Linked DNA regions of Mus musculus: regions 1, 2, 3 and 5 are each linked to region 4. Evidence: chromatin contacts called from public HiCAR-type, HiChIP or PLAC-seq and promoter capture Hi-C data. All regions are on one chromosome and are shown on one strand. The core of a region is the stretch at or near the end of the contact, and the rest is flanking DNA. Distances in the headings are between cores, read along the strand shown.

Region 1 (2,700 bases), core at 154-2,653, 1.1 Mb before region 4:
TCGAAGGGCTCACAGCAAGACTTTTTCCAAAGAGGTGCGCCGCTGCCCCTGAAATGTATCAAGTGTGCACCTACGTCTGAACGATCTTGTCTGTCACTGAGCCAGACAGCCTCTTCCTACCCTAGGTATCCAGCTCGCCGCCCGTCCCCGGCCGTGTCCACACAGCCCTTGACGTTTTCCCGAAGCGTTTAAATCCAAGCCTTGAAAGCCTTCTAGCAATCGGGAAGGAATTTCCTCCGCTTCCACTGCATTTCCCTGCCTCCGGCGACTTAGGAAACACAACCGAACCAGTGACTCCCAGTGGTTTTAAAAAAAAGAAGAAGAAAAAAAGAAAGAAAAAGCTGCAAAACCACACCAAAAACCAGTGCTTCCTAAAAGAAAAGGGGGGAGGGGGGCAGAAGAGCCAACTTCTCCAAAGCCAAGTAGATTGGCTTTTCCAGAAGTGCCCCCCATTTCTCACCCCCGCCGGGCCCCAGAAACCTTCGCCCCGACGCCAGCGTCGTCTTCCGATTAAATAAGATTGGAAACCACACTACAATCCGAACGTCGGAACTTATCGTTCACTTACCATATCCGCCGGGACATGACTGGACATCTTGCCTTTTGAGAGTGGGCCAGAGGTTTACGCAGAAAACAAAACAAAAAGCAAGAGCAGAAGTGCTGGAACTACGGAAAAAATAAAAAAGAACCTTCACAATTCTGATCGGTTTGTGCTGAGCTTTTCCCAAAAATGAAAAAAAAAATAAAAATTAAAAAAAAAAGTAGAAGTTACGTGGGAGCACAAGAGCTTCTGGGGCGAGAGGCGCGAGGGGAGCCGATCGTCAGCAGCAGTAGCAGCTCCAGGACCCGCCGCGCCAGGTGGACAGAGCCGAGTGACACACGGACATGGAGCGGGGTGGGAGGGGGTTAAATGCGCCGTCCTCTTTCCCCGGCCCAGGCGGTGATTCACACGCGCTCGCGACTCAGGTCCTCATTAAAGCCCCGGCGACGAAGTGTACAGATAACTATGTGGCTACACATCGAGCGCCGAGCTGAAAGCGGCCGGGGCCGCCGAGAAGCTCAGCGCGCGCCGCGGGGCCGCACAGCCGGGCTGCGCGCAGCCGCGCTCAAGGGCATCGACCTCGCCAGCCGCCGAGCCGAGCCGAGCCGAACTGGGCCGAGCCGAACCGAGCGCAGCGCCGGGGGGGCTCAGGCCGCGGGCGCCTCAGCGCAGCCGCGCCGGTCGGGCCGCATCGCGTCTGGGCTCCGGCCGCCTCCGCCTCGCTGCCTGCCTTCCGCAGCGTCTTCCGGGGGCTCCTCCCTTAGCTTGGGAACAGCTCCCCCTCAGAGCCCTGACTCTCCGCCTCCTCCTCCACTTCTCAATCCCACACGCCCCGGCCGCCTCCTGTCATCGCCTCAGCCCAACATGGCGGCGGTGGCCCCTGCTGGTGCCCGAGAGCCGACTTGGGAATAGCGCCCCCCACCTCCCCCGCCCCCGTCTGCGCTTGTTCCGTTCGTCACAACGGAGCCCTCTCGGAGCATCATGGGAAATGTAGTTTGTGCAGGTGAGGGGAAGGGGCCTCCGGGGCGTCCTTGCCCGCATCGATGCCACGCCCCCGCATAGCAACAGTTGCTAGGAAAGGATAGCGCCCTTGTCTCGGTTCAGTTTAGAGGCTCTTGCTCTGGAGTCAGTCCCTACCTGTGTCCAGAAATGCCATGATCACGCGGATTGTTGGAGGAAAACAACTTGCACGGAGAAATTCCCTCGCGCACTGTGTAGACACAGTTAAAATAGGACACACCGTGGTGCAGAAGCATGTGTTTTAATCATTGCAAGTTCTCCACATCCTGCAATCTCAAACCATTTTATTGAGTGAGTTAATCTTTAGGTCTCCTCAACATGACAGTTTGAAGATCAGAAACAATCATTGATTTCCAATAAGGCCGTGGAAGTTCAACAGAAACAAGACTCTTGTGAAGCAGAGGCAATGTCTGAACACACGTTTCCTGAAGTCCTAGGGCCATAAAGCTGCAATCCGCTTAATTGAAATGACCAGAAACTATATAGTGGTAGTGGAGACTACATGTAGATTCACCACTTCCCAGCCTAGCCCCTGTTTGACCCGGTGACGTAATTGTATTGTGAATTTAAAACAGCATAATATAATGCCGATGCTAGAATATTTAGGTGAAAAAATAATGTCTACCACGGATCTAGGATCAGAATACAGAAACCACAAGTATTCAGTTGAGCCTTATTCATATCTCAGACCTTTCGGAAGGGCAGTCTCCACACGATACTATTACACCCACCTACAGTTGTGACCTCACCTAAAGGCAGCCTTGCCTACCTTCCAGGGCTAAAGTCTGGGTGCTGTTAAGGATGATTTCATGCATGGCACATACATCGTTTTGTAAATAACAGCACATCTTCTGACGTGAACGGTGGCTACTCATCCTCTTTCTCTCTCGACGCACAGGTGCACCACAGGCTCTGCGGCCACTGAGAGTTCAGACGTGAGCTATGCAGTCCCTGTTGTCTAGGAGCCTGCGTCATTCCCCAGAACCATCTCCCCAGTCACGTGTTCCCTCATCGGACGGGAACTCACGGGACACTTCAGAGGACCTACTTGTCTCTTGAGTGGCGGCCTGGCTGAAGGCATTCCATACACTCCTAGGAGCCTACATCACAGACCCAACTCCCTAAGAATCCAAACGTAG
Region 2 (2,700 bases), core at 141-2,640, 1.8 Mb before region 4:
TCTGGGCATATCAGTGAAGTCATTTACATCATTTTAAAAATGATGTACCCTGAATGTGGGAGGCGCCATCCCATAGGCTGGGGTCCTAGGCTGAGTAACAAGACAAAAACAAGAGGACGACATTCATTTCTCTCTGCTTCTGACTGCAGAACCCAAGTGACCAGCCGCCTCATCCTCCGGCCAGCACAGCTAAGACCTGTTTTGTCTTCTTCTCCTTCGTGCTATGCCATACTCTCATAATGTGAGCAACAGGGCTGGAGAGATGGCTCCGCGGTTAAGAGCATCTGTTGCGTCCCTTTCCCAGCACCCAGAGGGTGGTTCCCAACCATCTACCTATAACTCCAGTCCTATAAGACCCTAAGACTCTTTCGTGTTGGCAAACACCGCTAATGTTGCAAAAGAGTGTGAGGGCACCAGGCACACACCTGATGCACACGCAGACAGTCAAACAAAACGTTTTAGAGGAATCCTTTAAAAATTAATTTTAAAAAGCTTAATGAAAAGCCGGGCGTGGTGGTGCACGCCTTTAATCCCAGCACTTGGGAGGCAGAGGCAGGCGGATTTCTGAGTTCGAGGCCAGCCTAGTCTACAGAGTGAGTTCCAGGACAGCCAGGGCTACACAGAGAAACCCTGTCTCGAATAACAAAAAAAAAAAAAAAAGCTTAATGAAAAGACTTAGGGAGATGACTCATGTACAACATGTAGAACCACGTTATTTGTAATTCTAAGAGCCTGACATACGTTAGCTCTGATGACCCTGACTTAAAATTGTCACCACCACCACCCCCATGTCACCGAAAAGGACTTAGTCCCAGGGAACCTCCCAAGTCTTTGCTGTCTTCCAGTCTGGCCACACTGACCATATCGCCGCCTTCTGCCTCCCGCTTTTAAGTTGCTTATTATGAACGAACCGGTGGCCAGACCTGACTTGGGACTCAGGTTGTGATTGCCCCCCAAGTTCGGAAATATCCACACCCCACAACCCTGGAGCCCGCCTCTGCCTGAGGCTCGGTGCCTAAGCTAGCTTGGTCCTTTCCTTAGGTTCTACACATACCCAGCCTCGGACCTTCGATTTATAAAACCGTAAAGGCCTGTTGTCCCACTTTTGACTCAGCAGAAGGACTTTATGTAAATCACCACCGTGCGTCCTTGGATGGCCCGTGGGAAGTCTGTGCATTTGCACACGCCCATCTAACACCGTCCCGCGAGGCCAGGGCCAGTGCACACCCGAGCTGCGCCCTTGGCCCTCGCTCACCGGGGGACAGCGAGCGTGGGAGCCCCGGCCCAACGCTACTCCCTGCTCCTCCCACGCCCCCTTTCCTTCCTGGCCGGAAGGACGCACTTCCGGCGGATGGGGCGGAGGGGTGGGCGTCTCGGCCCCGGAAACGGAAGTGAGCGGTTTGGCCGGCGGACTCGAGCAGGTTTATAGATCTCACAGAGCTGTTTCAAAGATGGTGAGTGAGCGCGGAGGGCCGCCGTCGCGGCGGGTACTCGTGGTGCGGGCACGATCGCGACTGCCCGGTCCCGGCGGGTGTCTGACGTGGGCGGGACCCGGGCTGCACTCTCTCGGGTGGTCCTGGCTCCGATCGGACGGCGCGGGTCAGTTCCCCGGGCCTCCCAGGCCACAGCGCCCCTTCCCAGCAGTGGAGGCGGATGCACTCCATGCACTGGGCACCTCCGAAAGCCAAGCCTTGTGTGCGTGTTGGGACACGCCACGTGCCTTCTCCCTTAGGGTGACTGCACCCCTACACCCGCCAAGGCGCACGACCGCCCGTTGCATTCGTACAGCTCAGCCTCGGTTTACAAACATCTCTCTGTGTGCCATGTGTCGCTCCCGTTTTGTTCGTATAGTTAGTGCTTGAACTCCCTCGCATCCCCCTCTGGCCTCTCCTCCCCTTCTGGCCTCTCCTCCTGCCCCACTTTCTGTTTCTCTTTGAGCATAGTCCTGAGTCACTATGGCACTCCTCCGCACGCCATCTGCCCACGTCCAGAAAGCTTGGATTGGCAGAGACCGCTAACCAGTGTAAAGGAATGTGAGAAACGCTGAAATATGAATGGTTTTTAGGTCTTCATAGACTTAACTTGTATCTGACACTGAACTAGAACCTTAAGGAGTCCTCATATTTTACAAAAGGACACCGGGACGATAGTAACAGCAATACTAGAGTTCAGAATTTCCCCTTTGTGTGTAGCGAAACTTCTCCTTTGGTGCTTTTCAGTACATCTGTCCCCAGGAGAACACTGTACTGTAGTGGTGTCAGTCAGCATTGGGACAGCTATAATCATAGACAGGGCCAGTCCTGGAAGTCTGTGCTTGACTGGCAGTCACGGAGTAGGTGACTGTCCAGGATAGATTACCTGTTGTCTTCCTGATCCCCGTGGTTTCCTGTGTGAAGAGTGGGGACACCAACAGTACCAGGCCCTTGAATTATAGAGTTGGAGCCCCGAACTCTATTTCTCAGATGTTAATGAGGTCTAGAAGGAGATTGTTAGCGATTTTGTTGGTGAGGTGGTGTGTTTTGGGGAAACCTTGTGCAGAATTGGGGAGACTGGTGAGGCTCAAGCAAGACCCAGTTGGGGCTGCTGACATTCCCCCCCATGCGAGCTGCCAGGTCAAATACACAGGTGAAGTAAGTCTATCAACTAGCTGCTTTCTCAGAATTGTTTGGTCTAGACTAGTAACAGAGACCAGGTCACCTG
Region 3 (2,700 bases), core at 93-2,592, 1.2 Mb before region 4:
TATGAGAAGCAGTGCTCACCGTTAGAAAGATGGAGAGCAAACTTTTTAGTTTTTTTTCTTTGCAGGATTTCTGTGTCCTAATTATCTTTTAAAGATTTAAAGATTTATTTATTTTGTTTATATTAGTACACCATAAGAGAGCTTTGGCTCCCATTACAGATGGCTGTGAGCTGGTTGTGGTTGTGTGAGATGGATGTGGTTGCTGGGATTTGAACTCAGAACCTCTGGAAGAGTAGTCAGTGCTCTTAACCTCTGAGCCACCTCTCCAGCCCGTCCTAATTATTTTTAAACTTCTGTTTTAACAGAACAATTTTGTTGAACCCTAATTTACTCACCTAAAGTGCACAATGTAGGTATTGGCATAGGCATACTACCATTGTAAGACCATTGCCCTCTTCCCTAAATAAATCCTACCCCCCCCCAAAAAAAAGAAATTCTACCGATTAATGGGAATTCCCTATCTCTGACCTCTTATAACCATTAATATGTTTTTTCCTATGGACTTGCCTTTTCTAGACATTTTGTATAACAGGTGGCCTTTTGGTCTGGCTTCTTTTACAAAACAAGCTTTTGTTTCTATCTTGTTTACACCTTAATTTGAATTACCATATAATTTATCACCCAAAGTGCAACATTTCCAGAAAGATGCTATTCATAATTGTTATACCACGGCCTAGGGCTACCCATGCCCAGCCAGGGAGGACATCCCCACATTCAAAGAGAAGAACGGAGTCACCCACGATTCTCCCCAGTCCCCCAACTGCCCACCACCCCTCCCTAAGTCACAATTACCAAACCTTGCTCAGCACCCTCTGGTCTCTCGGAGCACTGCAGTCAATTTACTTCCACGGTTGCTAATGCTGTTTACAGCTGAAGTATGCTTATGATTTATGGGAAGAAACAAGACTAATTTCCCCCAAAGAAATGAGAACCGGCAGTTTTGTTTTTCGTTTTGGGGAACCGTGAAATTTGACGGCGGCGGCAGAGGTGGAGGGGGGGGCAGACTAGGAAAGAAAGCAGATGCAGAAAGCAACACTGATATGATAAATGGGGAAGGGATGTTAGAAACGATGGGCCATCAGGAAGTTACTCTAGGAGGCTTAATTGGGTGGGCCATGCATGGCGCCTCTGAAAAGGGCAATGTAATTACTTGTTGTTACGCTGTTACGTGCACCTGGCTCACTGGCATCTCTCGCTGTGATGGTCTCTGCTGTACAGAAGATCCTCCCTGTTTGTAAGCAAATGCAAATTTTATTATTCTTTAATTATAAGTATGTATTGAGCCGACACAGAAGTTGCACAGACGTTGACCTGTCGCTTGCTTGGTGACAGCGGGTCCATCTGCTGCTGACAAGATAGCTAAAGTACTTTGCAGCAGACACTCTGACTACCCATTCTTCCTTGCTTCGAGAGGGTTTGGTCAAACAGCAAAATTTGTCAACAGAGTTGGCACTGGGGGTGGGTGGGTGTCACATGTGTAATATATTCTATCACAAGAAAGGTGTCCTTGTCCTCTGTCACACTGCAAAGCAGATACAGGCTGCCATGGAATGCAGCTATGTAAAGGGAAAAAATTGTACGTTGTAATCAAAATATCACACACACACACACACACACACACACACTCACACACTCACGCGCGCGCACCCTAGGCTCTTAGCAAACTAAATTCTTTAAGGAATTGAATAATTAGACCAAGATTTTGTGTTCTGAATTCACTAATGAGGCCATTTGGACCACCTGCCGTAGCGATCGCCCTCTACAGAGCCTGACTTCGCAGGGTTCCAGGAGCAGACCTAGGACCGCAAACCTCCAAGCCAAGGAGTCCAGTTCTGGTCCCCACATGCAAACGCGCCCTCCTGGTGTCCCTAGCAGCCTTTGTTTGTGTGTGTTTTGTGTCTGGGCTCATCCATCTGGCTCCCCTTCTGCCACCTTTCCCTTCTGTTTACACCCACCATTCTCAATTTGTCTTCCAGCTCTTTCTGCACCAATTACGCTATAGACAGATTTAGTCTATTTCTGAGCCAGCTGCTCAAATACGCCCTTTTCTGCATTGAAAAATACTCAGAGCAGGCCCCCGGCCACCCACGAGGATTCCCAGACTCCGAGTCTGGAAGAAATTCATAGAAACTTTTCTGATTCTGGTGCTATCCCCCAAATTCATTCATTGGGAACAAAGAAAAAAAAGGGGGATATTGATTTTCCAAGAGTATAAAGATATGGATGCCAGCTAGAGGCCCCAGGGGTTGTGCAGGCAAAAGATTAGAGGACTAGACCCACTTGGAGCAGGTCTTTCCTGATACTGTACTCTGCAAGAGTTTGGCCACGCCTTCTGAGAACAAGGAGCCACTGACCCGCACCTTGCAGGAAGAGCTGGGCCCCGCCCTCAAGGTCACGAGCTGTTGGCGCTTATTCAGGGTGCTGTTTGTGCAAATGCCTTTGTGTTTTCAAGCATGCTTAAGACAGGACCATCTTTGCCATCATCTTCCAGGTCTAGAAAAAGGGGTCCTTTGAAATGAGTGTGGTGTTCCAAGGAGGGGAAGCCCCTCCATCACTGTCCCAAGACGGGTCTAGAAGAGTTCTGACAGGGTAGGGGCCTCATGCTCCAGGATGGCTTGTTCATAGGAGAGCTGCATATTCCTTTCAAAGCCATCCATGCACACAAAGATGCCCTACTCCCCACAGAGGAGCAAGCCTCAA
Region 4 (2,700 bases), core at 180-2,679:
TGTGCGTGAGATGCCAGTATCTGCAGAAGCCAGAGGCATCAGATGGATCATCGGATCGGCCACTCTGGAGTTTGAGTTACTGGCAGTCATAAGCCAACAAATGTGGATGTAGGAATGGAACTCAGGCCCTCCAGGAGAGTAGTACATGGTCTTAATCACTGAGTCACCTCTCCATCCTTCCAGGATAATTTCAATGAAAAGTCTGATCCACTAAGCCCTCAAAGTTGTTTGCTACCAAAGTAGGGTCCTCAGTTGTGTTACTTGGCTACTAGATTTTTCTCTCTATTTACATCTTGTTTATAGGTACGGTGTCTAACAAAGGGAAGGAATATTTCCTAGGAGAATGCTAGAAAACTTTAGCAATGGGAAACTGTCTATCAGCTTTAGAACTTCCCAAGAAAGCCCAAGGAGTTAAAGCAGCCAACCAAGAATTTGGAAAAACTGTAGCGCTGGTCTTCATCAGTCAAGAGACTGGCACCAGTCAACAAGAAACACACAGAAACTAAGAAATATGACTGCCAAAGTCTTTATGAGCAGGCTTGCCCTAGAGTTTTACTACCTGTGGTTGGGGGAGATGTTCGGTGAGTCATTTGTCCTGTGACCACAGTGGCTGAAAGGCAACTCTAGCTGCCCTCTAGCCTCGCATCATCTAAACACAAGCCAGGGTTGCTCAGTCAGTCTTTTTTACATCCTTGGAGATGCAGGAGAAACTGTGTTTCTGGGAAGGGTCCCTCTAATTCTTCCCTGTAATTGTTTCCCTCTTTGGTTCACTACAATGTAACTGTAAGGTCCTCAGGTGGAACTCTTCCAGGGTGGGAGGGAGACCCTTCAGGATTCTGTGCTGGAAGGAACTCTGCTTATGTGACTTTTCCACCTCACTCTTCTCTGTGTTCTTAATTGATTCATTTTCATCAAGTATCTTGAATACCCTCTCTCTTCCATCACAGTGAACACTCAAAATAACATTAATAAAAATTTAGCTTTACACCAACATCTATTAAGAGCAAAACTCCGGGCCAAAGCTATTAATCAAATTCCATTTAAGAAGAGGATATTAAGTAAATTAGTTGAGCTGATTAAAAACACCTTCATCAAAGTAGAACATCGGTGCCAACAATATTAAGAGTTGAATTATCGATTTTGCTTTTTATAAAAACTGAAGATAGTCCATTAGCAGGGAAGAAAAAAACGATCCTTCTTCCTTCACTTTGAGGACAGTAAGGGTGATCTACTGCTAGGGATGGGGAAAGAAGTTCTGGGAAGCGAAGGGCATGACGGCAGAGTTTGTCAGAGGGTCAGAAAAGAAGCTCTGAGGTCAGATGCCCAGAGGAGGGCGCGGTCCAGCTGGGCAGCAGGACCACCTACAACCGCGCCGGTTGCGAGCGTACACCGGGGCGCTCCCGATCCCGGCCGCCAGAGGGCGCAGCCCGAGCCGGCGCGGCGCCGGGAAGGAGGAGGGGAGCGCGAGAAGGGTCAGGCGCGCAGGGCGTCCGCGCAGCTCGGCTCCGGGAAGGGCGCGGAGCCTCTGCCTCCGGGATGCGGCCTCCCGCGCTGCTGGCGCTGTTCAGCTGCTCCGCGGGTAAGTAGCGAGCGGCCCGGGCGGGCGCGGGGAGGGAGTCCCGGGGCTGCTGGCCACCCCCGCGCGGTTCCGGCTGCCGCCCGCCCCGTCCCGCCCCGTCCCGGCCGCAGCGCCCTCTAGTGGCGCCACCCTCGGCCCGCGCCCTCTCCATCTCCGCCTCCTTCCGCCGGGGCACGCGGGCTGGTGGGGAGGGCGCGGCCGGGTCGGGAGCCAGAGCCGCGCAACTGCTAGAAACTTTACAAGAGGCCGCGCCTTTCCCGCCCCTGCGCGCCGCCCGTGCGCCCTGCGGTGCACACCTCGCGCCCCACTATGAGCACCCCGCCCTGTGCGCCCCCAGCGCCCCGCCGAATGCTTGCCGCGCTCCGCGGTGTGCACTCCGCACTCCACCGTAGCTATCCTACGCCCCACGGCATTCATGCCACGGCCCGCCGTGTGCACTCTGCGCCCCACTGTGTACACTCCGTGCGCCCCACCGTGTGCACCCTCTGCTTGTGCTTACTCCGTGCCCGGCCGTACACCCCCTGCTCTCTACCGTGTGCCCCTGTGTCCCACAGCTGTGCACTCATGGGTCCCATAGTTGTGCATCCCATACCCCTAGATGTGCATCCCCGCGCCCCACCTTGTGCACACCCCTCGATCCTCCATGTGCATTCCCAGTGCCTGGAGGTGCATATCCCAAGTTTCACCCCTCCCGACCTTGAATACCGTATCCCACCTCACCGTGCATACCCCGCATCCCACTGTGTGCACCCCGCTCTCTACCTTGTGCATCCCCCGTGTTCCGCCCTGTGCACCCTGTACCTCCTGTTGTGGACAACCTGCACTCGGCCATGGGCACCCCTTTTCCCACTCCTCCGTATGTACCCTGGATCTCCTGCTGTGCATGACCGGTGTCCCACTATCTACACCCCACCCCCACCCCCGCCCATCGCCCCAGTCAAGCACACACCGTTTTGCCTTAAATACTCCATGCATCCCATCGTGTGTTCCTTGAGACCCTACCCAGCTTTACAGAACCCTGATACAGCCATTAGCACGCCCCAAGGCGCGCCCCCCTCCCCGTATCCCTTGCGTCACCCCCACCCTGTACCCTCAGCTCCTGCAATTTCCCAGAGACCTCC
Region 5 (2,700 bases), core at 64-2,563, 2.0 Mb after region 4:
TCAGTTTTTCCACCCCGATACCATAAAGTTCACGTAGAATACACATAATTCTTGTCTTTTTTCCAGCACCTGATGGTCCATATACTAAGAGGTGAGGAAAGTCTCCACACTGCACCTAAGGAAAAAAAGAACAAGACATTATATCTTAGTTAAACTGGGTGAACTAAGTTAAACAAACCACTTTTAAAGTTCCAAGATATTCTGTTTACCATCCAGCTCCAACAGAAAATGTACCAAACTCTGGACACTAATTTAATCTAATTTACATGCACTAAATGCTTAAAAGTAGGCACTCCCTAAGTAAGCTATCTGAAGGGCCCGTTTGAAACTAAGGGATGACAGAAGGCGAACCCAATCTCTGTAACTAAGACAGATGCTTGTCTGGCCCGGGCTCCCCATAATGGTCCTCTTGCTCAGAAGCAGGTGCGCTGATTTCCTTGTAAGTTCACTTGGAAGAGACAGAAGAACTTCACACTAGATCAAGGTTGATCAATGCTATGGAAAAGACAGCAGTAACAGAGTGCCATCAAACGAAAGAGTACTATTAACATGGGGTCTTGATCTTGCCACCGGGAAACTGAACATTAAAGCTTTTGCAAGGAAAACCGGCACGTGTATTAACGAAGCATAATATTCTATTTCAAATTAGTGCATGCATCACGAACCAAAACCAAAACCAAACCTAAAACATATCTTCCACTTCACCCTCGAGTCTTCCAAAAGCTCTCATATGAACGATCGCGGCACTCGTTAAAATAATCTCTCCTTTTCAGAAAAGCCTTAGCTGTGATTCCGCAGTAACTAAGAACAGGGTCCGGGGCACAGTCACCTCTATCAGCTTCCCACCTAAGCTCTCTGTAGCGGGAGAGCCCATCAGGCATTTGCAGTAACACCGAGGCCCGGGCACACCCCCATCCCCGCCCCCTACCGCCGCTGCTTGCTCCTGATTCTCCACTACACTGGCCTTCTTCTGGTCCCCACACCAAGCCATTGAGGTTCCCGGCAGCAAACACACCGCACTTTGAGGAACGCGTCACTCTGACCCCCTCGCTAGCACCGGGGCGCCCGCCTCCTCCCTCCCTCCCTCCCTTCCCTTCCCTTCCCTTCCCTTCCCTTCCCTTCCCTTCCCTTCCCCGGGCTGTGCAGGAAGCTGCTGAGCAGGGCGGCTCACCAGGTTGCGCAGCTGTGCTGCCTGTTCCTTATGATAGTCCAGCCGGGCAAGGGAGCTCGGCCGGTACTTGTCCACCCAGAGGCTCATGACCGCTCCACAGTCGCACCAGCGGACCCGCCGCTTAGACAGTAGAGTTTTCCCGCGAGCGCGAAAGCGTGCGACGTCACTTCCGGCACCCGGCGACTTCCGGATAGGGAGACTGGGCAATCTCAACCGGGAGTGGAGCAGTCGCTGCAGTTCCCACTTCCACCACTGCACCAACAGTCGCTGGATTTACCGGGCAGTGGCTGCCTCTTTGTTCTCACCCTGTAACATTTTAGAAAACATTCGAAGGAATTAAAGATGTATCTCTGACATTCAGGTTCGTCCAATCTGAGTTCTTAGGGAAGGAAATTCCCTCCATTTCATTCTTTCATTTATTCACTGATTCACAACTTCATTCTAATTAGTGCTACATAATCTGTTATCTTTATTAGTAGAACTGCTTTTCTTTAAAATAATAAACAAACTCCAATATTCAATGAGCATTTGCCTACATGCCTCTGTGAACTATATGTTCTGAACTAGGAAAGTAAAGGAAATAGAAAGTAAAGGAAATCAGAAGCGAAAGTACCCAGAAGCATGACAGACAACGTCCAAAGACAGGTAGTTCATGGTGGATCCTAGGGTATATTCTTTTAATCTAAAAGATTGAAAGAATGTGAAGAGAACATAGAAAAAAAAAAAACCTAGGTTTACTTGTTTTCACAAATACAACACACAGATGCCCCCAATAACATTTAGATCCCCAATAACATTTCGGTGTGTGTCCCAGGCAATATTTGCAATGAAATTAATTTTTATCTGAAATTAGATTTTAATTGGTTGCCCTGTATTTTTTAACTTATAACCATACTTGGAATTCTTCAACTTGTGAGACCTGAGGAAGTGGCTGGGAAGGAAGGATAGAGTCCTCAAATCATAGCCAGAGGGCCAAGGCCAGAGACACAGCTCTGATCTGCTCCCTGCAGTAGCTTCAGAAGTTTCTTTCAGACACCTGAAAGCTTGTTGCTATGGTTAATCTTGGTCATCAGCTTGATGAGATTTGGAATCACTATAGAAACTACTATATAGGTATGTTCCTAGGGGCAATGGAGTAGTGCTGCCTCTGGATTCCAGAGTTTGTAAGCAGAGCAAGGCCTCTCACTACACACCAGCACGAAGCAGGGCACTGAGCCCTTAATCTGGACTGAGGTTGAACAAAAGGTATTTGAAGCTTTAGAAACAGCTCTAGCATTGACTCCAGCCCTAAAACTTCCAGATGTCTCAAAACTTTTTCATCTGTTTGTCCATAAAACAAGACAGAAGGGCTTTTAATCCAAATTTTGGGACCATGGAAACACCCTGTGATGTACCTGTCCAAAGGATTGGACCCTGTAGCCACAAAATGGTCCATCTGTCTAAGCTGTGATAGCTACTGCTAGATTATGTAAGCTAGCTCACAAGCTAAATCTGGGTCTAAATCTTGTACTAACAGCACTCCATTACAA

What was found. Promoter capture Hi-C pulls out the DNA fragments that hold promoters and counts their contacts. HiCAR-type assays count read pairs that join an accessible place to other places. HiChIP or PLAC-seq counts read pairs in DNA pulled down with a chosen protein or histone mark.
Region 1: a HiCAR-type map of astrocytes shows a contact between it and region 4, with 2.1 times the contacts expected there. The contact joins the promoter of Ubl3 here to the promoter of B3glct in region 4. A contact is called at or near these places in 1 of 39 promoter capture datasets (hippocampal neurons) and 4 of 115 datasets of contacts at active chromatin or transcription factors (the SCID.adh cell line, astrocytes, embryonic forebrain and 1 more).
Region 2: a promoter capture Hi-C map of pre-B cells shows a contact between it and region 4. The contact joins the promoter of Pomp here to the promoter of B3glct in region 4. A contact is called at or near these places in 3 of 39 promoter capture datasets (the 3T3-L1 cell line, liver and pre-B cells).
Region 3: a contact with region 4 is called in an H3K4me3 HiChIP or PLAC-seq map of embryonic forebrain, with 4 times the contacts expected there. The contact joins the enhancer-like site here to the promoter of B3glct in region 4. A contact is called at or near these places in 5 of 39 promoter capture datasets (the 3T3-L1 cell line, hippocampal neurons and liver) and 1 of 115 datasets of contacts at active chromatin or transcription factors (embryonic forebrain).
Region 5: a contact with region 4 is called in a promoter capture Hi-C map of erythroid cells, with 6 times the contacts expected there. The contact joins the promoter of Rfc3 here to the promoter of B3glct in region 4. A contact is called at or near these places in 5 of 39 promoter capture datasets (the 3T3-L1 cell line, erythroid cells, liver and 1 more).

Annotation. Positions count from the first base shown.
Region 1 is chr5:148,551,385-148,554,084 of GRCm38.p6, forward strand. It overlaps Ubl3 (ubiquitin-like 3), which reads right to left and starts at 1,404. Exons shown (of 5, transcript NM_011908.2): 1 at 569-1,404. The coding sequence starts at 595.
Region 2 is chr5:147,859,238-147,861,937 of GRCm38.p6, forward strand. It overlaps Pomp (proteasome maturation protein), which reads left to right and starts at 1,391. Exons shown (of 6, transcript NM_025624.3): 1 at 1,391-1,454. The coding sequence starts at 1,452.
Region 3 is chr5:148,452,064-148,454,763 of GRCm38.p6, forward strand. No RefSeq gene overlaps it. Among named protein-coding and RNA genes, the nearest start is that of Slc7a1, 54 kb to the left of the region's middle. Within about 2 kb of position 1,343, at least 34 of the 459 cell types and tissues checked have an H3K27ac peak or open chromatin away from gene starts, as enhancers often do. A contact at or near this core is called in embryonic forebrain, where this site is marked.
Region 4 is chr5:149,676,801-149,679,500 of GRCm38.p6, forward strand. It overlaps B3glct (beta-3-glucosyltransferase), which reads left to right and starts at 1,430. Exons shown (of 15, transcript NM_001081204.2): 1 at 1,430-1,579. The coding sequence starts at 1,537.
Region 5 is chr5:151,649,895-151,652,594 of GRCm38.p6, forward strand. It overlaps Rfc3 (replication factor C (activator 1) 3), which reads right to left and starts at 1,314. Exons shown (of 9, transcript NM_027009.2): 1 at 1,172-1,314; 2 at 1-115. The coding sequence starts at 1,258.